Regions from separate parts of the Mus musculus genome. Here region 2 is linked to region 1. The links are chromatin contacts, called in public promoter capture Hi-C maps. All regions are on one chromosome and are shown on one strand. The core of a region is the stretch at or near the end of the contact, and the rest is flanking DNA. Distances in the headings are between cores, read along the strand shown. Region 1 holds the start of Rcn3 (reticulocalbin 3, EF-hand calcium binding domain). Region 2 holds the start of Kcna7 (potassium voltage-gated channel, shaker-related subfamily, member 7).

What was found. Promoter capture Hi-C pulls out the DNA fragments that hold promoters and counts their contacts.
Region 2: a contact with region 1 is called in a promoter capture Hi-C map of pre-B cells, with 6 times the contacts expected there. The contact joins the promoter of Kcna7 here to the promoter of Rcn3 in region 1. A contact is called at or near these places in 10 of 39 promoter capture datasets (the 3T3-L1 cell line, the C10 cell line, cranial neural crest and 6 more), 2 of 484 Hi-C or Micro-C datasets (B cells and pro-B cells), 5 of 115 datasets of contacts at active chromatin or transcription factors (embryonic basal ganglia, embryonic forebrain, epiblast stem cells and 2 more) and 4 of 9 other capture datasets (adipose tissue, liver, macrophages and 1 more).

The regions. Positions count from the first base shown.
Region 1 is chr7:45,090,190-45,096,767 of GRCm38.p6, reverse strand. Rcn3 (reticulocalbin 3, EF-hand calcium binding domain) reads left to right here and starts at 4,555. Exons shown (of 7, transcript NM_026555.2): 1 at 4,555-4,672; 2 at 5,080-5,327. The coding sequence starts at 5,086. It overlaps Fcgrt (Fc receptor, IgG, alpha chain transporter), which reads left to right. Exons shown (of 7, transcript NM_010189.3): 5 at 1,339-1,608; 6 at 2,870-2,986; 7 at 3,413-3,775. The coding sequence ends at 3,522.
Region 2 is chr7:45,403,428-45,409,308 of GRCm38.p6, reverse strand. It overlaps Kcna7 (potassium voltage-gated channel, shaker-related subfamily, member 7), which reads right to left and starts at 3,349. Exons shown (of 2, transcript NM_010596.2): 1 at 2,294-3,349; 2 at 1-364. The coding sequence starts at 2,947.

The DNA.
Region 1 (6,578 bases), core at 3,306-5,805:
ACACCCCACCCACAGGTCTCAGTTTTTGCAAGAGCATCCAACTCATTTGGAACTCATGATTTTCCGGCAACAGTTCCTCAGGTGCTGGGATCACTTGTGTGGGCATGCACCATCCCACCCAGCTAGGACAGTCATGTCTCTTTGCTCTATATATACACTAATGTGTTCCCAGGGCCACGAATAGGTCACGGCACTAGAGAGATGTGCACTAAGTCTCCGTTTAGAAACAGGTAGATGGAGGAGTTGGGGCTCAGCTGGTAGAAAGCTTGCTTAAATGGGCTCCACCACTGGCACTGCATAAACCAGTATGGCGGCACACACCTGCTGTCTCTCAGCTTTTAGCAAGTGGAAGAAGGAAAATCAGGAATTCAAAGTCATCTGTATCTATATAATAAGTTCAAGACTGGTCTGGGCTGAGAGTGAAACAAACAAATGTGCGCGAGAAGAGGCGCTGTGAGCGCCGAGTTTGCTGTGATGAAGACCTGGGTTCTGGTCCCCAGGTCCCCTTGCAAAGGCTGGGCGTACTGCTGCGTGTCTGTAGCTGCAGGGATGGGTCTGGCAGAGACGGAGCCTCACCAGCCACTGGCATGGCTGAAAGGGAGGACCCCAGGTTCATGGAGAGGCTCTGTCTCAAAAAATAAGTGAGCCCGGCGTGGTGGCGCACGCCTTTAATCCCAGCACTTGGGAGGCAGACACAGGCAGATTTCTGAGTTCGAGGCCAGCCTGGTCTACAAAGTGAGTTCCTGGACAGCCAGGGCTACACAGAGAAACCCTGTCTCGAAAAAACAAACAAACAAACAAACAAAACCCCAAAAAACAACAACAAAAAAAAGTGGATGTGGGGAGAGATGGCTCAGTGGTTAGGAACACTCCCTGTTCTTGCAGAGGACCAGGATTTAATTCCTAGCTCCCATAGGGTAACTCACCACCATCTGTAACTCCATTTCCAGGGGCTCTGATGTCCTCATCTGGCCTCCACAGACACTGCATGCATGTGGTGCAGAGACACACATGCTAAAAAGCACCCAGACACACAGAGTGAAAAATATATAAAGGGGAAAAAATGCAAAGAGCGAAAGAGGAAGGAGCCTGCAATTGACCTGTGGCCTTGACCCATGCACATGCCACACACACCAAAATAAGGGGGTGCAGTGGTGGGGTCAGCAGGGTGGGGTGTCTGTCACTCTGGGAAGCCCTCCAAGTCAGCACAGTGCTGATACAGGGAAGTGGAGTCTGTCCATGGCAAGCTTCACCCAAGCCTTGGTGGGGGTGGGGTGGGTGGGTGAGGTCATAGCCTAGCCTAACTGCTGGCCCATCCCATTGCCTGTGTCCCTGCAGAGCCGCCGTCTATGCGCCTGAAGGCCCGTCCTGGCAACTCTGGCTCCTCCGTGCTGACCTGTGCTGCTTTCTCCTTCTACCCACCGGAGCTCAAGTTCCGATTCCTGCGCAATGGGCTAGCCTCAGGCTCCGGGAATTGCAGCACTGGTCCCAATGGAGATGGCTCTTTCCACGCATGGTCATTGCTGGAGGTCAAACGTGGAGATGAGCACCATTATCAATGTCAAGTGGAGCATGAGGGGCTGGCACAGCCTCTCACTGTGGACCTAGGTGAGGCTGCCCCTCCAGCCTCAGTGTCTTCTTTGTTTTTTTTTGTTTTTTTAAAAGATGTATTTATTTATTTCATGTATGTGAGTACACTGTCGCTGTCTTCAGACACACCAGAAGAGAGCATCAGATCCTATTACAGACAGTTGTGAGCCACCATGTGGTTGCTGGGAATTGAATTCAGGACCTCTAGAAGAGCAGGCGGTGCTCTTAACCGCTGAGCCATCTCTCTCTCCAGCCCCATTGTCTTCTTTGTTTCTGCTCCTGGCTTCTGATTCTCCATTAGCTCTGTGGCCAGTTCCCCCTGAGTCTGACCATGATGAGTCTTGCTGCTACTGGTCTTCATGGTGTTTGACCATTCACTTTTGCCTCTGACAGTTCTTGCCATGGCTTTGGTAAAGCACCAACTTTGTTGACTGTCCTGTGACTGCTCCGCCTTCCTCTGTTGGGTTCTCACCTAGTTCTGTCACAGTGTGGCTGTGTCCTCTCAGTATAGGTCTCCTCCTCCTCTTCCTCCTCCTCCTATTCCTTTTCTTTCTCCTCCTCCTTCCATCCCTCCTCCTCCCTCCTACTTCCTCCCCCTCTCCCCTTCCTCCTCCTCCTCTCCCTCCTTCTCCTCCTCCTCCTCCTTCTTCAGATTTATATCTAAGTGTATCCATATGTATTTAATTTTCCCACTTTCTTTGTGTGAGAGGGGAGAGCAGAGGTGAGTCTGTGCCATGGGATACTTGTGGCGACAGAGGACAACTTGTGGTTGTCAGCCTTGGGGCTCAAACTTAGGTCACCGGGCTTTATGGCAAAGGCAATGCCTTCACTCCTTGAACCTCTGACAGCCTAGATTTATGGAGGGTCGGGCTCAGGTCTCCTGGAATTCGACACGAGTTCTGGGAACCAAACTCTGGTCCTCCGGAAGAGCTGCAAGCCGTCTCTCCAGCACAGTGGCTGACTCTTTTTTTCTCTTTTTTCTTTCTTTTTGTTTTTGTTTTTGAGACAGGGTTTCTCTGTAGAGCTCTGGCTGTCCTGGAACTCACAATGTAGAGGAGTCTGGCCTCTAACCCATAGATCTGTGTGCCTCTGCCTCCCAAGTGCTGGGATTAAGAGGTGTGTCACCACTGTGTGGCCGGTTCTTATATTCAGTGAGGAAACACATGAGGCCCAGGGCCTTTTCTCCGCATACACCCACCCTCAAATACATGCTTCCGGGGGTCTCCGAGAAATCATCAACTCCTTTCTTCCCTGTCTTCATGATACTTTCTGGCTGCAGATTCATCAGCCAGATCTTCTGTGCCTGTGGTTGGAATCGTTCTTGGTTTATTGCTGGTGGTAGTGGCCATCGCAGGCGGTGTGCTGTTGTGGGGCAGGATGCGCAGCGGTCTGCCAGGTATATGCAGGATGGGGGAGGGGCGGGGCCGTGTGCAGGATTGGGTGGGAGTGGCCTTGTGCAGGATGAGGGAGGGGCGGGGCCGTGTGCAGGATTGGGGTGGGGCGTGGCCGTGTGCAGAATGAGGGAGGGGCGTGGCCGTGTGCAGGATTGGGGAGGGGAGGGAAGGGGCCGTGTGCAGGATTGGGGAGGGGCGTAGCTGTGTGCAGGATTGGGGAAGGGAGGGGCCGTGTGCAGGATTGGGGGTCGTGGCAGGAAGTAGCGACTCAGAAAGAAAGAGGGGAGGCAGAGAGATAATAGAGACAAAAGAGTCCCTGACCACCCTGGGAAAAGAGATGGGAACAGAGACCATAGCGTGACCCTGTCAGGTGTGTTGGGTGGGTGAGACCTTAGATACTTGTGCTGACCTCTGTTCCTCTCTCTCAGCCCCATGGCTTTCTCTCAGCGGCGATGACTCTGGTGACCTGTTGCCTGGTGGGAACTTGCCCCCAGAAGCTGAACCTCAAGGTGCAAATGCCTTTCCAGCCACTTCCTGATGCAGACTCGGGCCCCCTGCCCACTGCAGCCTTTCGGGCTGTGTGACCTCCTGAACTGTCTCCGAGCCTCCTGAGGGAGCCTGGGCCCGATGTCCTCCCATGGATCCCTGCTTTTGTGGCCTGCTTCAGTTTCCCTTCTTAATGTACATGGTTGTTTTCCATCTCCACATAAATTTGGCCCCAAATCTGTGTGTGCATCGTTATTCTCAAGTTTCAAGCAGCTGGAATAAATTGAACGCGTCTGGGAAAGATCATATAGACACCTCTTGATTGCTATCGTGCAGCCTGGCCATTTTATAGACCGAGTTGTGTATGTGATACCTACACTGTACCAGGCATTGCTTCTCTTCTTTTTCTTCCTTCCTTCCTTCCTTCCTTCCTTCCTTCCTTCCTTCCTTCCTTCCTTTCTTTCTTTTCCTTCTTTTCTTTCTTTCTTTCTTTCTTTCTTTCTTTCTTTCTTTCCTTCCTTCTTTCTTTTTTTTTTTTTTTAACATTTATTTATTTTATGTATCTGAGTACACTGCAGCTGTCTTCAGACACACCAGAAGAGGGCATTGGATTCCATTACAGATGGTTAGCCACCATGTGGTTGCTGGGACTTGAACTCTGGTCCTCTGGAAGAACAGTCAGTGCTCTTAATTGCAGAGCCATCTCTCCAGCCGCGCTCCCCCCCCACCCCCCCCTTTTTTTTTTAAAGACAAGGGTCTCTCTACGTCGTCCTGGCTGGCGGCAAACTCATAGAGACAGACTGCTTCTGTCTCCCAAGTGAGCCAACCAAACCCGACCTCCTCTTTTCTGAAACGGATCTAAGAAATGGAAAGAGTTTTTAAAAAATACATTCCCCTTAATCCCCTGGGGCCAGAGACTCTGGAGGTGGTCGTGCAAGTCGGCCCATATGTTTGCTGGGAGTTGTAGTTCAATATCAGCCTTATCGCCCACCACGCCTTCGGGTCTGGAGCTCGGCCTTGTGGACGTGGCAAGGGGGTCGTCATTGGCTCCGCCCCTGAGGCTTTCCTGCGCAGTCATTGGTCAGAGGGCGGCAGCCTCTGGACGGCTGGTGGAGGAGCTTAACTGGAACCTGGCCAGGTTGGGCATCTTTGTGCGAAAGCAGAGCTCAGCGTAGGGAGCTAACTCAGGCCGGGTAACAGAGGTGTGGTGGGGTGATGGTGGGGTGAAGGTGGGGTGGGTGGAAGGGTGGGGGTCGCGGTCCAGCCTGGGGGCAGCACAGAGGAGCCTGCATGATGCTTTCGGCCACCACCATGCCCTGAACTTTGGGTGGGACATGCGCCACGTCTCTAACTGAAATACCCCCTTTCTGCTCTGAGACTCCTCTGAGGCTCGGATTCCACCCCCAGAGGTTGTTTTGCCTTTAAATTCTCTATTCTTTTTGCCGACTTTTCTTGAGCCCAAAACTTTTTGCAGCCTGCGCTTTTATCGGCCCTGCCTTAGGCAGCCTCCTCTACTCCGCCCCCTTCAAAGTTCTCCCACATTATCTCTGGTTCAGACACCCCCCGCCCCCAGTCTTATCCCTGACCGCTGGTCCTCACCTCTCCTCAGGAACCGATGATGTGGCGATGGTCGTTTCTGTTGCTTCTCTTACTGCTGAGGCACTGGGCCCTCGGGAAGCCATCCCCTGATGCAGGACCTCATGGCCAGGATAGGGTCCATCATGGAACCCCCCTGAGCGAGGCCCCCCACGATGACGCCCACGGGAATTTCCAGTACGACCATGAGGCGTTCCTGGGACGAGACGTGGCCAAGGAATTTGACAAACTCAGCCCAGAGGAAAGCCAGGCCCGACTTGGGTAGGAGGATGGCGGGGGAGCGGGGCAGAAGTGGGAGGTGGGGAGAGAGAAGTTAACTGAAAAGACAAAACTGTGGCACTCACCTCCTGGGAGAAGGCGGAGCTAAACCTGAGGCTGTGGGGGACCTGCGTCACCAACCCCTGGGTTCCCCTCTACCTCAGTCCCCCCTATGCCTCTGTCTGGACTTCCCTCTTCTCTCTTCTAAACGGGACGCCGACTCTCGGTAGAGACTGAAGACAAGGGATTTGAGGAAGATGCCAAGGTCAGAGATCAGGTTGACCTGGGATGAGTGATGCCAACTGGACTGGACGGGCTTGCCCCGTTTCTAGGTGACAGATACAGTCAGCATGGGCCCGGGACAAGAAGGCCACTCGTGCAAATATGCTTGATTATTTTCATTGTTATTAGTACTTTGAGATCGAATTTCATTTGTGGAACTAGCTAGTCTGAAATTCACTCTGTAGACGAGACTGGTCCTGAATTCAGAAATCCGTCTGCCTCTGCCTCCCGAGTGCTGAGATTAAAGATCTGCGTCTTTAATGTGATGGCAATTTCTAATTTTAAACTGGGCAAATAGTAGCAGGGCAGAGCTGGAGAGAGAGGAGCCCCAAATTGATCAGCCCATCTAGGGAAGTGGGCAGACTGCACTTGAAAGAGGGGCGGGCCCTGAGATGGTGAGAGGCGGAGCTTCAAGGTTAATAGAGACAGTGGCACTCTAGGATTGGGGTAAAGTTAGAGGCCAGACACCCTGTTCACACTTAAGCTCAAGTCCAGCTAGGGTCTGTGCAGCGCTTAGAGGTCGGGGCTAGAGTAGAGGGTCTTGATTTGTGTCAGGTGCTAATCCAACTAACTCCTCTAGGACTCCTGTAGGGGACAGGCTAGGCTTTTAGATGGGCCTGGTACTAAGATTAATAGATGCAGCTCCCTCAGTTCACCTAGCATTTCTACTCTTTCCTAGCCTGTGCACCCATGTCTCTGAGGGGCGTGGCTAGGGCAAGGGGCGGAGTCAGGGTTGGCAAAGACCTAGGGGTGGGTGAAACCTATCAACGGTAAAGCTTCTCCTGGTCCTGCACTGGCTCACAGTTTTAATCCCAGGACTTGGAAGGCAGAGGCAGGCGGATCTCCGTGAGTTCAGGACCAGTCTGGTCTACAGAGTAAGTTTCAAGCTAACCAGGAGTACATAATGATACCCCCTCTCTCAAACAAAACCCCCCAATAATACGTTGAAATCTACCAAACAGAAAACAGACA
Region 2 (5,881 bases), core at 2,100-4,599, 310 kb before region 1:
CCCGCAGTGTCTGACCCAAGATCTGTAGACCCTTCGAATGCCTGGAGAGCTTGAAGATGCGGAAGACACGCACCAATCGGATGACCCTTAGGATGGCCAGGGACATAGCCGGCTGGCCCACACCCCGCTGCCGGGCTAACTCCGTGCCCAGGGCCACGAAGTAAGGCAGGATGGCCACGAAGTCAATTAGGTTCATCACATTCTTGAAGAACACAGCTTTGCTAGGGCAGGCCACCAGACGCACCAGCAGCTCAAAGGAGAACCAGCAGATACACAGGGTCTCCACCACAAAGAATGGATCGTTGAAGGGCTGTCGGGGAGGGGCTCCTGGCATGGGACTGGAGCCATTCAGTCGGGCGAGGAACTGCAGAAGGGACAGAAAGGGGTCAGGGAGCCAGGCCAAAACCTCTAGTCACTGTTTCAATGTGAAAATAGCAGTGTCAGTGTTCCTGAGGGGTGACTTCACTGCTCTACACAACTCAAGACCCCAGCGACTGCCTTTGGATAGCTGAATGTCTGTTCTTCAGACCTAGGGGCAGGAAAGGTGGTGTCTCCTGGGCCTAGTGACATGAGCCTGTCATTCCACCCTCAGGAGCGTGAGGCAGGACAGGTCTGACAACTAATGAGACTGTCTCAAATACAAAGTGAAAAGAAAGTAAGGGATGGGGTTCACTGGCACAGGTCCTGCCTAGAACCCCTCTCTCTGTGAGGGGCTCAGGGTGTGGTTCAACGGTGGAGCCCTGTTCTGAAAGTGCAGAGAGGGGGGCTCAGGGTGTGACTCAGGGATAGCCGTTCCTAACCAGACACTCCCCCTCCCCACGGAGGTATAGCGGTGTGGTTCAGTGCTAGTGCTCTTGTCTAGCATCACCCAGTGGTAGAGCGTTTGCCTAATGCCTTGGATTGTGCCATCAAAGACTGTACATCAAAGATTAAAATACGGTCAATTGTTGTTCAAACCCCAGCACTCAGAAGGCAGAAACAGTTGGATCTCTGTGAGTTTAAGTCCAATCTTGGTCTATATAGCAGTCTACATAGCAAGTTCTGGGTCACCCTGGGCTACATAGTCTTTTCACATGTGTATACTTAAAAAAAGATGTAACCAAATACAGTCCCGCTGTTTCGCTGCGGGGAGCTCATGATCTCATGGCTGATCCGGGAGAATCTCTTTCCTTTCAGTATCTTACCCTGCCTGCCCAATGTTGGATCTCCAAGGGAAGGGTCCTGCTCCTGTTCTGCCTTCCTCGTGCCTCCTCGTTCCTGTTGCCTTCAGCCCAGCCCAGACAGCAGATAATGGTTCCGAATGGTTAAATGTTTGCTGTAGGGTCCTCAGCTCCATGCCCTGGCCTGACTCTGTGCAAATTCCTGTTGCTACCTCTGCTCTCAGTCCTAAACCTCAGCCTACTGTGTTCCAGTTTCCTGGCGGTCAGCCCTGCCTGACCATCCGTCTTTCCTATTTCTCTGCCAGGTGCACGGACACTGCAGTCTGTCTGTGTCTTTGGCCTCACATGTTCATTTTGCATGGCTAGGGATGAACTCCAGGGTCTTGCATATGCGTGGCAAGTTGCTCTCTATTGTTCCATGCCCCAAGCCCCACACTGAGGGATTTTAGGCAGGAGCTCTGTCACTGAGCCACACCCCTCCCTGGGGGATTCATCATCTTCTTTCTTAAAATTATTTATTTTATGTGGACGAATGGTTTGCCTGCATATATATCTGTGCACGTGTATGTGCCTTGGTGTTCAGAAAAGGGCATCGGATTCCCTGGAACTGGAGTTAGATACAGATGGTTGGGAGCCGTCATGTGGGTGCCGGGAATTGAACCTAGGTCCTCTGGGAGAGCAGTCTCTTTATCGCTTAGCCATCTCTCCAGGTCCCTCAATGTAGGGTGGTAGGGGAGTTCTACCACTGCGCCACATAACCCCCAAGTCACTTTGTGCAGTGCAATGCAGATGGTCTACCACTGAGCCCGGCACCAGTCCCTCACCAGGAAACTCTGGGCAGGTTGTCTACCTCTGAGGGAGATCCTCACTCACTGTCTGTTTCCAGGCAGACTCTCTCATACAGTAACCCACACTGGCTTTCAACCCGTGGCAATCGTTCTGTCTCCTTGCTAGGATTCTCGTATGAAGAACCATACCCAGCTTACATCTTTGTTTTTTTTTTTTTTTTGTTTTGTTTTTGTTTTTGTTTTTGTTTTTAAAGGGCTTCCATCCTCCTGCCCCTTGCCACACCTTCTGACTGGCCAGGTCTTCCCAGGCCCCGCCCTGGACCTCCCCAAATCCCCGCCCCTCACCGGGCCAGTAGCAGCGGCTACGGGCGCGAGCCCCGGGTCATCGCGGTCGTCGCGGAAGTCTGGCAGTGTCTCGAGGCAAAAGACCACGATGGAGACCAGGATGACGAGTACGGAGACCACGGCGAGCACGCGCGCAGCCTGCGAGCTCTCAGGAAATTCGAAGAGCAGCCAGAGCTGACGCGCAAAGGCGCGGCGGGGCAGCGGCCGCTCGGGCGGCACCGCGCAGCCCTCGTCCTCCCGCAGCCGCGCCAGCGCCGCCGCGCCCAGCCCGTAGAAGGACACCTCCTCCAGGAAGACGTCGAGGGGCACGTGCGCCGGCCGTCTCAGCCGGCCGCCCGACTGGTAGTAGTAGAGCACCGCATCGAAGCTGGGCCGGTGTCGGTCGAAGAAATACTCGCGGCGCGCGCCGTCGTAGAAGCGGCTGCGGCGCACCGGGTCCCCCAGCAGCGTGTCCGGGAAGCGGCCGAGCGTGCGCGCGCGGGTCTCGAAGCGCAACCCGGCCACGTTGAGCACCAGCCGCTCGCAGCAGCCGCAGGGCGGCGGGCACCGTGGCTCCATGGCGCGCACAGCCCGGGCGACCGGTGAACGGACGTGTGGCCCCGACGCCGCAGCCACCCCAGTCGGGTGTCCGGTGTCGGCGGGTAAAAATAGCATGGAAAGTCCGGCCAGGGCGCGGGGGAGGGGGCGGTGTTACCCCCGCGGGGCTAGGGGCGCCCTCTGCCGTTCCCACACCTGTGGAAACACTGCCACCCGGCGCTTTTCCGTGGATCTCTTGAGCTTTCCCTTGTAGTCATCTATTTTATTTGTTTGGCTTTTGGATTCATGACCCGAGGTCTTATGTAGCTGAACTGACCTTGAATTTATGATCCTCCTGCCTCCACCTCCCAAATGCTGGGATTGCAGGCGTATGGCATCATGGCTATTTATTTGTTTGTTTGTTATTTAGACAGTCTCCTCAGCCTGTCATTTAAGCTGACCGCGAACTTGTGGCAATCCTCTGCCTCATCCTTCGGATTGCCCGGGTGACAGTCATGAGCCACCCGAGACTATCTGCAGCATCAGTTTCCCTTTTCCATTTCCAGTCTTTCTGTCTCTTGTCCATCCTCCTGGAGGGTGGGGGGTGTATCCCCTTAACCAGTTGTCCACATCTTGCTCTCTGCTGGGAGCCTCTGTATCTCTCTGCCTTTTATTATTTTTTTCCAGACACTGGGTTTGGGTATGTATGTCAGACTGGCTCAGTATTGCAGTACTCTTGCTTCTGCCTCCCGATTGCTGGGATGACAGATGTGTACCACCACATCTGGATTTGTTGCTGGCTTTCTTTCTCTCCTAGTACCTTTCAATGAATGAACATCGTTTTGTGTGTCTGGCCTCACGTGTTTATTCCTTTGTGTCTCTAATTACCATGCCTAAGGAGCTCCGCAGCGGCCCTGGTGCTTGAGGAGTTCTTGGAGCCTCTTTTGCAACTGTAAACTGTTGCCCATGTGCGCCGGATCCTTGGCCACTGAGAGTCCCGGAGTTTGAATTTAGACTTTATGTAGGTGTTTTGAGATTAATAAAACCTGGGCTGAAGCCAAGAATGGCGCCAAAGGAGGCGGGACTTGCCTGGAAGGGTCTAGAGTCGGCCTGGAAGATGCGTAGGGTCACTGTCGGGAGCCGAAGGACAGACAGAAGATGGCCTTCCAGCCACCGGTGTCTAATGACACTAAGTAAAAAATAGTCCCTTCTTATGGGGTAGGGTGTTATAGTCACTTTCGGGGAAAGGGATCTCGCGCGCCCTCTGCCGGCCGGATGGAGACCTGCACCAAGAGGTCTCCCAGCTAAACCTGGCCTTTCCCTTCCCAGCTTTCTTTTGGGGACTTCTGAGATCCTCCTGCCTCTGCCCTCCCCCCGCCCCCCATCGCCCTAAGTAAGTTGTGAGAACATGGGTAGTGTCACACGCCTTTAATCCCAATACTCTGGAAGCAGAGGCAAGCCAACCTGTGGATTTGAGGCCAGCCTGGTCTGCCCATAAATTTCCAGGCCAGTCAGGGCTACATGGTGGGATCTTGTCGTTTTGTTGTTTTTTATTTTTTCGACAAAGAGTTTCTCTGTGTAGGCCAGTCTGGTGAGATCGTGTCTTTAAAAAGTCTGGTCATGGGCTGGTGAGATGGCTCAGTGGGTAAGAGCACCCGACTGCTCTTCCGAAGGTCCGGAGTTCAAATCCCAGCAACCACATGGTGGCTCACAACCATCCGTAACAAGATCTGACTCCCTCTTCTGGAGTGTACTTACATATAATACATAAATAAATCTTTTAAAAAAAAAAAGTCTGGTCATGGAGACCCAGACAGGATGATCCCTGGATTTAATGGCCAGCCAGTCTTCAAATAATAACGTGGAAGGTGATAGAAAGACGTTCAGTGACTACCTGACTAGAGGAGTGCCCTATTGTCCAGATACTTCTCCAGACCATTTTCCTTCATTTTTATCTTGAGACAAAGTCTTGCTAAGTTGCCTAGGATGATTTTTTTTCTTTTTTTCTTTTTCTTTCTTTCTTTTTTCTTTCTTTCTTTTTTTTTTTTTTTTTTTTAGACAAGGTTTCTTTGTATAGCCCTGGCTGTCCTGGAGCTCACTTTGTAGACCAGGCTGGCCTCGAACTCAGAAATCTACCTGCCTCTGCCTCTGGAGTGCTGGGATTAAAGGTGTGCACCACCACCGCCTGGCTGATGATTTTTTTTTAAAGATTTTATTTATTTTTTGCATATGAGTACTCTGTAGCTGTCTTCAGACATACCAGAAGAGGGCATCAGATCTTATTACAGATGGTTATGAGCCACTATGTGGTTGCTGGGAATTGAACTCAGGACCTCTGGAAGAGCAGTCAGTGCTCTTAACCTCTGAGCCATCTCTCCAGTCCTGCCTAGGATGATTTTGAATTCACTTTGTAGTCCAGGTGGGCTTTGAACTGGCAATCCTCTGGTTTCAGCCTGAAGAATGGCCGGCCGGGACAATAGGCTGCATCTCCGAGCTTAGCTGTCTCTTTCCCTGTGCCTGTGTGTCTTTTTTTTTTTTTTTTTTAATTAGCATTGGTGGGTGTTTTGCCTACATGCATGTCTGTGTGAGGGTGTCAGATCCCTGGAACTGGAGTTAAGTCTTGTGTGAGTTGCCAGATGGGTACTGGGGATTGAACCCTGGATCCTCTGGAAAAGCCAATGGTTTGGTTTGATTTGCTTTTCCCCAGAGATTTACTTACTATGCCTGCAGGCCAGAAGAGGGCGCCAGATCTCATTATAGTGGTTATGAGAGCCACCACGTGGCTGCTGAGACTTGGATTCAGAGCCTCCGGAAGAGTAATCAGTGCTCTTAACCTTTGAGCCATCTTTCCAACCCCAGTAGCCAAAGTTCTTAACTGCTGAGCCATCTCTTCATCCTCCCCACCCCCACCCCTGCACTCTTTCCTTGCCACCATTTGAAGGTGCTGTGTGTCAAACACTCTAGGGAACTCTATATATACTGGGGCGGGGGGGGGGGGGGACGGGACTAAAATGACATTAAGACACTTCTTTGGATTGAAGCCATGTTACCATTTGCCCTGATGCTCTTCTT